Linked DNA regions of Mus musculus: all the other regions are linked to region 2. Evidence: chromatin contacts called from public promoter capture Hi-C data. All regions are on one chromosome and are shown on one strand. Each heading gives the region's core, a stretch centred on a gene start, on an enhancer-like site or on the middle of the called end of the contact. The rest is flanking DNA. Distances are from core to core; before and after follow the strand shown. Region 1 holds the start of 4632427E13Rik (RIKEN cDNA 4632427E13 gene). Region 2 holds the start of Kctd21 (potassium channel tetramerisation domain containing 21). Region 3 holds the start of Pcf11 (PCF11 cleavage and polyadenylation factor subunit).

Evidence for each region. Promoter capture Hi-C pulls out the DNA fragments that hold promoters and counts their contacts.
Region 1: a promoter capture Hi-C map of pre-B cells shows a contact between it and region 2. The contact joins the promoter of 4632427E13Rik here to the promoter of Kctd21 in region 2. A contact is called at or near these places in 1 of 39 promoter capture datasets (pre-B cells) and 2 of 484 Hi-C or Micro-C datasets (CD4 T cells and CD8 T cells).
Region 3: a promoter capture Hi-C map of pre-B cells shows a contact between it and region 2, with 5 times the contacts expected there. The contact joins the promoter of Pcf11 here to the promoter of Kctd21 in region 2. A contact is called at or near these places in 2 of 39 promoter capture datasets (liver and pre-B cells).

Annotation. Positions count from the first base shown.
Region 1 is chr7:92,739,453-92,742,905 of GRCm38.p6, forward strand. 4632427E13Rik (RIKEN cDNA 4632427E13 gene) reads right to left here and starts at 2,007. Exons shown (of 2, transcript NR_015510.1): 1 at 1,610-2,007; 2 at 1,254-1,524. It overlaps Rab30 (RAB30, member RAS oncogene family), which reads left to right and starts at 2,262. Exons shown (of 5, transcript NM_029494.2): 1 at 2,262-2,390.
Region 2 is chr7:97,329,989-97,333,858 of GRCm38.p6, forward strand. It overlaps Kctd21 (potassium channel tetramerisation domain containing 21), which reads left to right and starts at 2,335. Exons shown (of 2, transcript NM_001039039.3): 1 at 2,335-2,383. Usp35 (ubiquitin specific peptidase 35) reads right to left here and starts at 2,121. Exons shown (of 11, transcript NM_001177412.2): 1 at 1,849-2,121.
Region 3 is chr7:92,668,457-92,672,452 of GRCm38.p6, forward strand. Pcf11 (PCF11 cleavage and polyadenylation factor subunit) reads right to left here and starts at 1,456. Exons shown (of 16, transcript NM_029078.3): 1 at 973-1,456. The coding sequence starts at 1,164.

The sequences.
Region 1 (3,453 bases), core at 757-3,256, 4.6 Mb before region 2:
TATCCAAAATGAAGTAAAGATTTGCTCCGAGGGGGACAAAAACCCCTAAAAACTCCCCAAACCATATTTGGCAAATCTAATGGTGTGCCTATCTGTGCCAACTTGAAGAAATGGGGAGTATGGTATTTACCATAATCAAAGAGGAGGTCTTAAAGATACTTTTTTTTTTTTCTGGTAAAATGTTTTCCCTTAACTTTCTAAATATGGAATTTTTTTCCTGTGAAAGTTGAGACTTAATTTTTAGTCTTTCTAAAGACACTGATATTTTTTCCATGCATTTATGGTTGACTACCCACTATAGAGAAGGCTAAAATACTTCAAAGTACTCAATCACGTACAAATTATAGAAGCCATTACATTATATCACCCCCATTTTCCACACTATTTTCACCCATCCTGTTATTTTCTTTCAATAAATCAGTCTTCCACATAACTCAAACGAAGGTTACTGCTCATATAAACAAAGATTCATTAGCTTGAACCATTTCTACATTTCCATCAAAGGACAGAAAGAAAATGGTAGCTATTGGTTCCTTCTGGTACTTACCAACATTACAAGCAGAAGAGCGTAGTATTTCTGAGGCTTCACGTTGCTGAATCCACAAGAATGGCATCTGCCACTTCTGTGGCTGCTTCTCACACCACAAGCCAATCTTTGAAAAAACGTCCTTTTTAAGTACCATCATCTCCATATATCTTTGAAGGTTCCTGTTGTGTTTTGGAAATTTAAAAAGCAGCCTGCCTAGCTTTTTGAAAGGAAGACCTACTGGAACTTTATTAATTTCTAACAGAGGCACCGTATATATTTTCACTGATGCAAACAGACCAGTGCTAGGGATACAATCCAGGGTCTTGACTGTGCTGTGGGAATCCTCACCACCGAGCTAGCCATCTCCTTCGAAAAGCTCAGGAGGGGAAAAATAAAACACTCAAATTACGCATATCAGCATTTTTAACTTTTCAGAGACCCTCAGTAGGTCTTTTGGCATCTTTCTATAGTGAACTTCAGAACCTGAAAAACAAACACACAGTACTGTTTGAGTTACTGGAGAAAAGGTGTTGAGATGCTGAGCAAATAGGCTCAAAAGTTCTTTAAGTATTCTGAATGTATTTTCATCGGTAAGGGTACCAAGTGGTTAAGGGAAGGGGATGATGTGTTAACTAACGTTATCTGCACGAAGATGTCACAACAAAACACATTATTTTGCACAATATAGGTAACAAAAGAAAAGGGAAGTTTTCCACAGTTATCAACTTCGAATATACGCAGTATTTTAGCACAGTTCATTTAGCGTTAGTCGAGAAAGACTGCTCACTTGCAGTCCCTTTTCAATGTCGTTTACGTTCGCTGGTGGGGTAAGAAAGGTTAGGTGCTAACTTCTTTTGGTAGATCCTTCCTTTGTCAGTTTCAGGGCCAAGCTCCACAACCCTTCGCGATCACATTATCTAGCAAAGGATTTCTTTGAGGCCCTTTGCAATTCACGACCGAACGAAAATTCAGTGGTGGGAGCAGGGGTCTGACACCTGAGGAAATGATCATGAGGGATTAAGAAAAATGACAAGGCAAAAAATAAATAAATAAAAATAACCTAGGTTTAGCTCCACTCACAGGGTGCACGCGAGCTTTTCGTCTTACAGGCGCGAGGCCCGTCGTCCCGAGTCCCCACACCACAACAAAGACACATTTTGCCCAGAGAGTCTCCCCAGGAAGTCTAAGGGTTTCTCCACGCTCAGTAAAGCGACTCCCTGTGTCCCGGGGTGGCGAGGCCTTGTGCAACCCCAGCGGGTTGCGGTTCACTCCGACTCGCGATGGCATTTCTGGCTCGACAGCCCTGAAGGTCCCCAGTGTAGCCTCCGTTCAGTCCTAGCCGGTGCGCGAGGCTATCAAGTTCTACATCCTAGCCTCACCATTCTCACCATGCCACCTTTCGGCTCCACGAGCCCCTCGAAACCTCGGCTCGCCGCAGCTCCAGGGCTCCAACATGGCGGCCGGTCCAGTTCTTCTCTGGGCGCTCTGACCAGAGCATCCTGGGTATTGTAGTTCCAGCTGTAGCCTCTACGTCGCTCCCGGACTTCAAAGGACTACAGATCCCAGAGTGCACAGCTCTGGAGCATGGCTATTGGGGCCGCTCGGACAGAGGGATGATGTCATTGCAAAACCCTACTGCATTCATTGTGCTACGGTCTATCCACCCCCCGCCCCCCCGCTGCTGCTGCTGGGCTCGCTATTGCCGCTCGCTCCAGCTGAGCCCTGAGTAGCAGCAGGACCAGGGCAGGGACTGACTCCAGTCCTTGGACTTAGGACACCGCAGCACCTTCTCTTGCGTGCGTGACTCATTCGTATATCATTTCTTTTTATGCCTGGGGTGGGGAGAAAAATCCCAAACCAGGTGAGTTGAAGTGATTTATTCAAATCGTTTTCCCAAGTTATCCCTCCCGCTTAGTTCTCAAGGCTTTCTTTTGAGAAGATGGGGCCGGGAATGGGGGTATGGATTCGGGAGGTTCTCACCGGCGCTGCTAAGAGCTAAATAGCTCTGTGCAATTTGGGTCACTGCAAAGAACAACTCCTGCAACCTGCCCCCGCCAGAGGACTGGTGCCTGCCAATTTCCTTGCTTCAACTCCCTTTAACCTTTTTAAGGCTAGGAGAGGGGGCTGGGCTGGGAAGGATGTTGGGAAGTGCACTTGGAAAACACGAGGAGGGCAAAGGTGGGGGACTGCAGTCCTGTCATTCCACGACCCCAGTGCTGAGGTTTGAGTGGGAAAGGGTGATGTGTGGGGAGAAATGGAGACAGTAATTTAATGTGGCCGTACTTCTTGAGAACATTTGTGTCGCTTGGACTAGCACACACTATTTTTAAGATGAGCAGGTTTCTCTTGAGTCGCTTAAGTTTCGTAGGGCTTTATTTTATGTTTGTATGTTTGTGTCGTTTGTCTCGCCTTTTCCTGCTGATTTGAGGTGACAGTGTCCTTTAATGGTGCACTCCGTGCCAGTCAGAAATATTTCACGTGTCTAGGGAAGGATCTCTTCGGCTGCTAGAAGCTGCATTTTTGTTAAGCGTTTTCATTTTTTTGTGTTCTCCCGACTGCGGGATTCGGGATGGTTTGGAAGTAGAATTTGTGCTTGTGTGAGTGTTTTAAATTACATCGCGATAGGCTCTTGCCACTGACAATGGTACTGTAACAAGCTGCCGTTTCTGAGGCTTAGTCTCCACTCAGAAATAACGGTTTGCAGACGGAATCGATTAGGAACCTGGGTGCTTTCTTGTTCTTTTTCTTTTTAACACTTTAGGGGAAGGAAAAGTTGAATGTTGTGTCACCCCGTTACTGGACTTTAATGAAAGGTATCCAAGGACAGAGAACCTGACCTGGGAAACTAGGGAGCGTGGTAGTGTGCTGTTTGTTTGAATTTTGTTTTCCAACGAACTGACACGTTTAATAAGGCAGGCAACATT
Region 2 (3,870 bases), core at 1,085-3,584:
ACCCAGAAGGCCCTGAGCCTTCATCTGTCCCTCATGGATAACCCTTGGCATTTCAGCTGTGTGTTGACAGTCCCCTGCTTGTGCTTCGGAGAACCTGGCTCTTCCCTATCACCATGGGGGTTAGGGGGGTCCTGAGCTCAACCTCCATCACCTCCTCAGCCTCTCTCCCTCAGCAATGCCATCAGATTAACCTCATTTCTGAAAAGTTCCCTCTTGCCTGGCTACTCAGACCCTCAAGGCCACTAGGCCCCTCAGTCAAAGCCCATACTCGAAAGCCTGCCACTTGGGCTGTCTATGTGACACCACACTGATATTAGGCATAGATGGAAATTGGAGAAAGGCTGTTTTGTTTTGTTTTGTTTTGTTTCTGTCCTCTCTATGGGAAAGGGCTTGCCTCTTCTTTCCTGGCTAATTCTGACTCATCCTGCAATGCCCAGTTCACAAGCCATTCCCTGTCCCTCCACAGAGCGAGTCTCTAAGCTCCGGTTCCCAGGCCGCCTTGGCTCCTTCATCCTCTGCAGTCTAACTTGCTCCAGCACGCTCTCTCTCCTACCTGGCTAGGGTCTGACTCTGGAGGAAGTAGATCCAATCCTGTTCTGTACACAGCGCCCAGGATGATAGTGTGCCCAGGGGCAGAGGTGGCCATGTATCTAGGTGTGCCTAGATATTGATGAGAGACATTTGGTAACAAAACGAGATAAAAATCAAAGATGTGACCAGAAAAGTAGTATCCAGAGACAGAGTTACCTTGAGGCCAGTCCCTGTCCCTCCTCAGCCTGGGCCTGGACTCTAATATCCATGACCCTTGAACATCTGCGAGATACCTCACAGAGGCCAAAGAAGACTCAGCCATTCCAGAAATGGCCCATACAAACAAGGCAGAAAAAACAATAAGAAACCCCAGCTCCTGGTTAGCCCCTGGATCTGCTGTTCCCAGATCTCCTCAAAGGGGAGGAGGGAGGGTCTGCAGGTCCCTGCCCTGCGTTGGGGAGGAGGGGGTTCATCTGCTGTCCTCTCAGCCCCTCACATTCATGCCCCCACACCCTGACTCCTATGGACGCCAGGGTTCACTCGGGTCTCTTGGCAGCAGAATGTGTTTTAACTCAGTGTCTTACCAAGGCAACCCTAGCATGGCACCCTTCCCCCTAGGAGGCCTCGACCAGCCCCAGGCTGGGTCCTGGAAAGACAGGAGTGAGGGCTTTGCTAGTGACAGGCAAGAACAACCCTGTTACTGAAGAGGAATTAGAGAGATGGAAGAGAAGATGAAGAGAAGTCCCCTCTGGGACTGTCCACACTCGCCCCTGATTACAGAGCCACCACTCACTAACCTCTGCTAACCCAGCCCCCACTCCCAGCCCAGACTTTCTCTGAGGGAGGACAGGCGCTTAAGCTTCAGTTCTGCAATCTGCAAGCGATGTCAAGGCCCCCGGACTCCAGGACAAAGATGATCAGACTGCCTCTGGATCCTCAGTGTCTACTCCAGTTGGGCCCCCTCTCTTCCTTCCTTACGCCTGTTTAGCCCAGACTGGGGGTTCTCCGCAAAAAGATTGCCAGGCGTCATGGTTCTAGTTGTGGCTGCTCTCAGGACTGAGAGGTACAGAAGCTGGAACTACTCAGTTGATGAAGGAGATGGTTAAGGCTCAGAGAGGGGCAGTTAGAAGGCCAAGGTCACACAGCAAAGGCCCAGAAGCACCTAGATCCCCCACCTTCCAATCTCGTGCTCTCAGAGTCCTAAAGATAAGTAAGGAGCACTCGAAATGTCAAGAGTGCAGACACTGCCCCCGCCCCCCGACATGAGCACTCAAACACCCAAAGCCCCCTTAACTCCTAGACTTCAGAGGGCCTTACCTTAGAACCCACTCCTGGGCGGGGCGCATGGGCCGGACTAGACTAGGCTGGGCCAGTCGAGGTCAGGGCGGGTCCTCCGCTCCCCTACCGAGGGGTCCCAGACCGCAGGGATGCTGCTGCTACTTTGTGATGTCCAACTCCACCCACCCCGCTCCGCACAACCCTAGATGGACCTGGGCAGTGCAACTGCGCGGTCTCAGAGCTGCGGGACGGAACTGGGAGAGGGGTGAGGTGCGGGGAAACGGGGCGGAGCCACAGCGGGGGTTACCCTGCGAGCTCCCAGTCGGGCCGCGTCCCCTTTAAGGCCAGCTGGTCCCAGTGCCGGCGGGGCGGGCCAGTAGGGGGCTGGCTCTCCGCGTAGCCTCCTGGGAGGTGGAGTCCGGGCCCGGCACGCGGCACAGGAAGGAACGCAGAGGGGACTACAAGTCCCGGCGGCCAGCGCGCGGCCCGGGACGACCCGCCCCTGCCCCAGCCCGGCCCACCCCCTAGCGAAGCTGCGCTGGCTGGAGGGGAGGCTGCCGAGCGAGGGCAGGAGGTGGGTGCGGTGCGCAGGGGTTTCGGGGAGGGCTCTGGACCCAGCGGACGCATACATGTCTTTCCGGGCACCTGTCCTGCCGTGAAAGGTCATCTGTCGCAGCCTCGCTGTTCTCATCTGTGAAATGGGGTAGCCCCGCCCGTGGCCGCGGGGGAGGGGCGCGTTTCGGGGTGAGGGGGTAGACCGAACCACCTGAGGGGCGGGGCTGGAGAAAGGGATGCGCTGTGGGAGGAGCCTTTGGTGGGTTAGGAAGAGGAGCCGAGTCTCTAGGTGAGAAGGGGACCTCTTGTTTGATCAGAAGGGACCGGTTCCAGAGCTGAGGAGTGGGTGCTGGGTTAGGTGGGCGAGCGCGAGGCGGACCACAGGGATGACAGGGACCCCTCCCAGCTCTAGTGAACCCAGGGCGTGTGGATGTACACAGCACCATTCTTTCCATGTGACTAGAAATAAAGAGCCCATCCCTGGAGCTCAGTGCGTCACACACATACTCATTCTACTCACATCCCGCCAAGGCCTCACCGTGATAACTGTTTCCAGTTGAGCAACACACCTGATAAGTGACTTGCCCCCAAAAGCCTTCAAAGACCCTGCCTTTCTCTGCCCACAGGGGAAACAGAGGTTTGGTCTGGGGTGACAGGAAAGAAGCAAGCATTGTGATGCCCCACCCATCCAAAGTTGTGCTCCAGGACCTGTGCCCTAGCACTTTCAATGCCCAGCTACAAGGCAACCCAATGCCCCACCCATCCAAAGTTGTGCTCCAGGACCTGTGCCCTAGCACTTTCAATGCCCAGCTACAAGGCAATCCAATGCCCCACCCATCCAAAGTTGTGCTCCAGGACCTGTGCCCTAGCACTTTCAATGCCCAGCTACAAGGCAACCCTTCTATGGTGTCTTCAGGCTGGAGCTATTTGAAAGCCCTTTGTTTACAGTTATCACTGTTGGGAGGAGTGGGAAGGCCACAGGAAGAGAAAGCTGAAAGGAGGTGTGGGTGCCTGAGGAAAACCACAAGATGAGCCAGGGTGGCTAGGGAAAGTTCTGCCTGCGGTTGAGGGATGGTGTTGGGACCATCTTCAACAAAGCATTTCTGTGCAAGCAAGGAAATGCCTCAGGTTGGGTGGTCTCTTCTTCCAGCCCACCCCCACCCCGCCCTGATGGGCACAAATCCCAGTGCCCCTTGTGTGAACTGAGGGGAGCAGCCTGTAGGCCTCTCAGAGATAGGACAGGGCAAGGTGGCCGTCAGCTGTTGGGTGTGAAAGGATGAAGGGGAAGTCTGCAGAGCTCTGGGCCAAAGCCCTATCCTGGAGATCACCCTGGGTAAGGCTGGGAAGCTGCTAGGTGATCGGCAGTCGTCACTCACTTGAACCCGGTGCTCTGTCCCTTCCCCTGCACAGTGGAAGCCACCATGGCCTTGGCAGCATGACAGCCAATTAGACATTGTCCTACACATTTGATTCCAAAGTGAAAATTCAAGGGAGTATTTTCAAAAT
Region 3 (3,996 bases), core at 206-2,705, 4.7 Mb before region 2:
TAAGACTCAATATAAACTAAGTTTAACAGTAACTTTACTTAAATAACATATCGCTCCCACATGAATCCACAGAAGAGCAAGACCAGAGGGAAAACAGAAGGTAGCAAAGGACCACTTCGCTCAAGGGGTGAAGAAAAGCAAGCCTTCACTATCAGGGAAGGGAGAAAACGAGAATAGGAAAAGGAGGGACTGAATTTTTCAAAGAAACTTCCAAGTATTTGTTACCCACTGGGCCAATTCTCCACCTACAGGTTGGATAAGACCTCCCCCACACACCCAAACCCCATCCTCAGCCCAATTTTCCTACCATTGGGGCAAAATCAGACCCTCCGAGAGGAGAATAAAAGTTTGATCCAACAGCCCCCACCCCAAAATGGGGCTGACGGGTGAGAGCAGCTGCCTGGCTGGCAGGGAATGGGTTCTCTCCTCTCTTCCCTTTCGCATCATGTGCTTTGCAGGCGCCATGTTGAGCTAACAGGCCGCTGCTCCACTCGGGGCCAATTCCCTATACCCAACCCACCGACAGCTCGCTCCCAGGTCCCCCTTCACCTCCTTCCAACCCACAGAGCACAATTCCCCAAAAAGGACACTGAGGGAAAGCCCCTCCCCACCTTCCCAAGGGCTTAAGATGGTTTGTTTTTTAACTCTTTCGCTCCCCAAACACCAACTGCCTCTAAGTATTTCCCCCATCCGAAAGGCTGTCCCCGATGCGTGGAGCGTGGGGACGTAGTCAGAGGTGGCCTAAATAGGGAGTTGGTAAGCGGAAATGGGGCTCCACCCTGCATCCTCCCCGCTCCCTCCCGAAAGAGGCCCACGCTCCCAGCCGGGGCCAAAGACCAAGCCCGAGTCGGGGGTGGGGGGTTGGAGAGGAGGAACTCCGTCCCCCTTCGGATGGAAGCGAGACCTGGGATGAGGCTGACACTAAAATCAAGGAGTATTAGAAGAATAGGAGGCTGCGGGGTGTATAAAAACCTTGGCGGTTTGGGCCTCGATGAGAGAGACGATCTCCTTGGCGAAGGGCAGGTTCTCCTCGGCTAGAATGGTCAGCATATTGATGTGCGGTTTGCTATTGAAGGTCAGGTCTTCCAGCGACGACTGATAATCCCGACAGGCGTCCTCCCGGGCCCCCGCAGCCCCGGCCTCCGCCGGCGTCTGCTCTGACATTGCGCCGCGGCCCCCCTCCGAGGTCCGCCGCCGCCGAAGCTGAAGCCGCTCGACACCCCGCCTCCCTTCCGACGCCTCGGCCTCGCTCCCCGGGTCTCCGGCGGCTGCGGCTTCACCACATGCTGACCACGGAGGGGGGATGGGGGACGACCCAGGGGGAACCTCGGGGAAGAAACGCCGCAGCCTCACGGGGAATCTCCGTCCGCTTCCAGCCGCCGCCGGGGCTTCTTTCTCCACAGACACAAAATGGCGGCGGCAGTGGCGGCTCCAGCTCCGAAAATGTCTGTGTTCCCAACCGCTGCGTCGTGCGAAATGAACTAGGGGAGGGGAAATGTGCGGTAAGGGGCGGGGCCGTTGGAAACACCAGGCGGGATTGGCTGGCCCGCGCGTGTCACAGGCCCCGCCCCCGGCCCTTCCGCAATACGTCCAAGCACCGCCTTCTTCCTCGGTCGAGTCTCGGCTTTCGCAACACCTCCGGCTCGGAGACGCGGTGCAAAGGACGGTCGGCTCTCATTGGCCAATTCGTAAGGGACTGTTCGGTCATTTGTTACCATAACAACCCATCCAGGGAAGCCAGTAGAGGACGGAGGCTCCAGAGGACCGGCCCAACCAGTTTATGAAAGCTGCACCAGGCCCCTTCCTATGCACTCCTCCAACCACTGGGCGACTCCATCAACCATCCTCCTCCCGCTTGCCTCCTGGGTGCGGGCGGGGGTTGGCATGAGCTGGAAGAGCGAAAGCCTCCAGTCAAGGCCAGTCGCCCCGTCTCAGGTGCTCCCGGGAGCCTGGGCGGGGCTCGCTGAGCCAGCTGTCCCTCAGGCATTAAGGCGGAGACGCCTGCCCTACCCGGAATCCAGACTGGAGTAACTCCTGCTAACTGCCACACTCATAAAAGCACCTAGACAGGCTTGCAGGAGTTGAGTCCCCAGGAAAATGCTTTTATTAGGAGGTGCTATGTGAGAAAAGCTTTCCCAGAGGAGCTGGAGATCTTTTGAAGAAGTCACATTTCTGGAAGGGTATTCACAATAACCTAATAGCACTCACCTCTTCAATCTGCTACATTTCCAAATGGCCTTAGAATAAATACAATATCTGAGCCATACTTGATGGCTCAGGCCTTGAACCTCAGCCCTCAGGAGGCAGAGGAAGGTGGATCTCTTGGAGTCGAGACCTGTCAAGTCTAAATGTCAAGTTCCAGTCCAGCCAGGGCTACTTAACGAGTCCCTATCTCAAAAAAACATAACACTTAATCCCAGCACTAAAGAGACAGAACGGAGATCACTGATTTCAAGGACAGCCTGATCTACAGAGTGAGTTCCAGGACAGCCAAGGCTACGTACAGAGACCTTGTTTAAAAAAAAAAAAATACATCTGAGATATATGGAAAAATACCTTAGATTTCTATAATCTGGTTTTTAAGATACACAAAACAAATAGTTTGTCAGAGCCTTAGTGAACTATGAAGCACAGTGGAGGGATAGTTCGCACACACACATACACACACAAACTGATGACACGTCCACTCCATGCTATGGTTAAAGGGAAGGCTTTTATTGTAGATATAAAGAAAGAACTGCCATGGCATCTGGAGAATCCAGAGCAGAGAAAAAGATAAACCGAACACGACCATCAGACCATGGCCATGGATGTCTTTGAGAGAAGGGAGAATAGCGGCGGATAGACGACAAAGATGGTAAGAGAAGGAAAAGCAGAGCAGAGGAAGAGAAAAAAAAAAAAAAACCAGCAAGAATAGCAGGGTTATAAAGAATGAGGAGCTGGCAGAATGGAAGCCTGTGGGCTGGAGGGAGGTTAGGGTACCTGAGGAGGAGAAAAGGGCTAGGATGCTAGCATGCACTTTGAAGACTGTAACAGGTATTTGTGGTACCAGGGAGCCTGAATGCCAGCATTTGTGTGCTTTGATATCCTGATAGGCACCAACGTAACCACATATGTCTTTTGGACAGAGGGGAATTGGTTTCACAAGTTCCTGAGGAGTGCTGACTTTTATATAACTGCCAGAAATCCTCCTACAATCCAGACTGAGCCCATTTCTGGATATTTAAACTGCCTTTTGGAGTTTGAGGAGTTGGGGTTTCCTTTGAATGTGAAAATTTGGGGATGGTTTGGTTTGGTTTGAGAAAGTGTCTCACTGTGTCCCTGGCTAACCTGGAACTCTCTGGGTAGAGTAAGCTAGCCTCAAACTCACAGCATTTTGCCTGCCTCTGCTGGGATTAAAGGCTTGTAACACAGTGCCCAGTACTACTTTTAGATTTTGTTTTTTAAAAAATAATTCCTCAGTTTGGTAGATATATTCATATTCTCTCTCTTGTCCTCATTCTCTTTCCCTCTCCCTCTCCCATGCCTCCCTCCTCCCTCCCTCCTCTCTATCTCTTCAATACTGGACATCAAATCCAGGGTGGCATACATCCGGGCAAGTATATTACTGCCAAGCTACATCTTTAATAAGTCCATATCATATCTTTTTTCAGTTTCCAAATCCGATTCTTTTTTTTAATTAGGTATTTTCCTCATTTACATTTCCAATGCTATCCCAAAAGTCCCCCATACCATCCCCCCCACTCCCCTACCCACCCACTCCCACTTCTTGGCCCTGGCATTCCCCTGTACTGAGGCATATACAGTTTGCACAACCAATGGACCTCTCTTTCCACTGATGGCCAACTAGGCCATCTTCTGATACATATGCAGCTAGAGACACAAGCTCTGGGGGTTACTGGTTAGTCCATATTGTTGTTCCACCTATAGGGTTGCAGATCCCTTTAGCTCCTTGGGTACTTTTTTTAAAAAATATTCTTAGGTTATCTCCTTTGT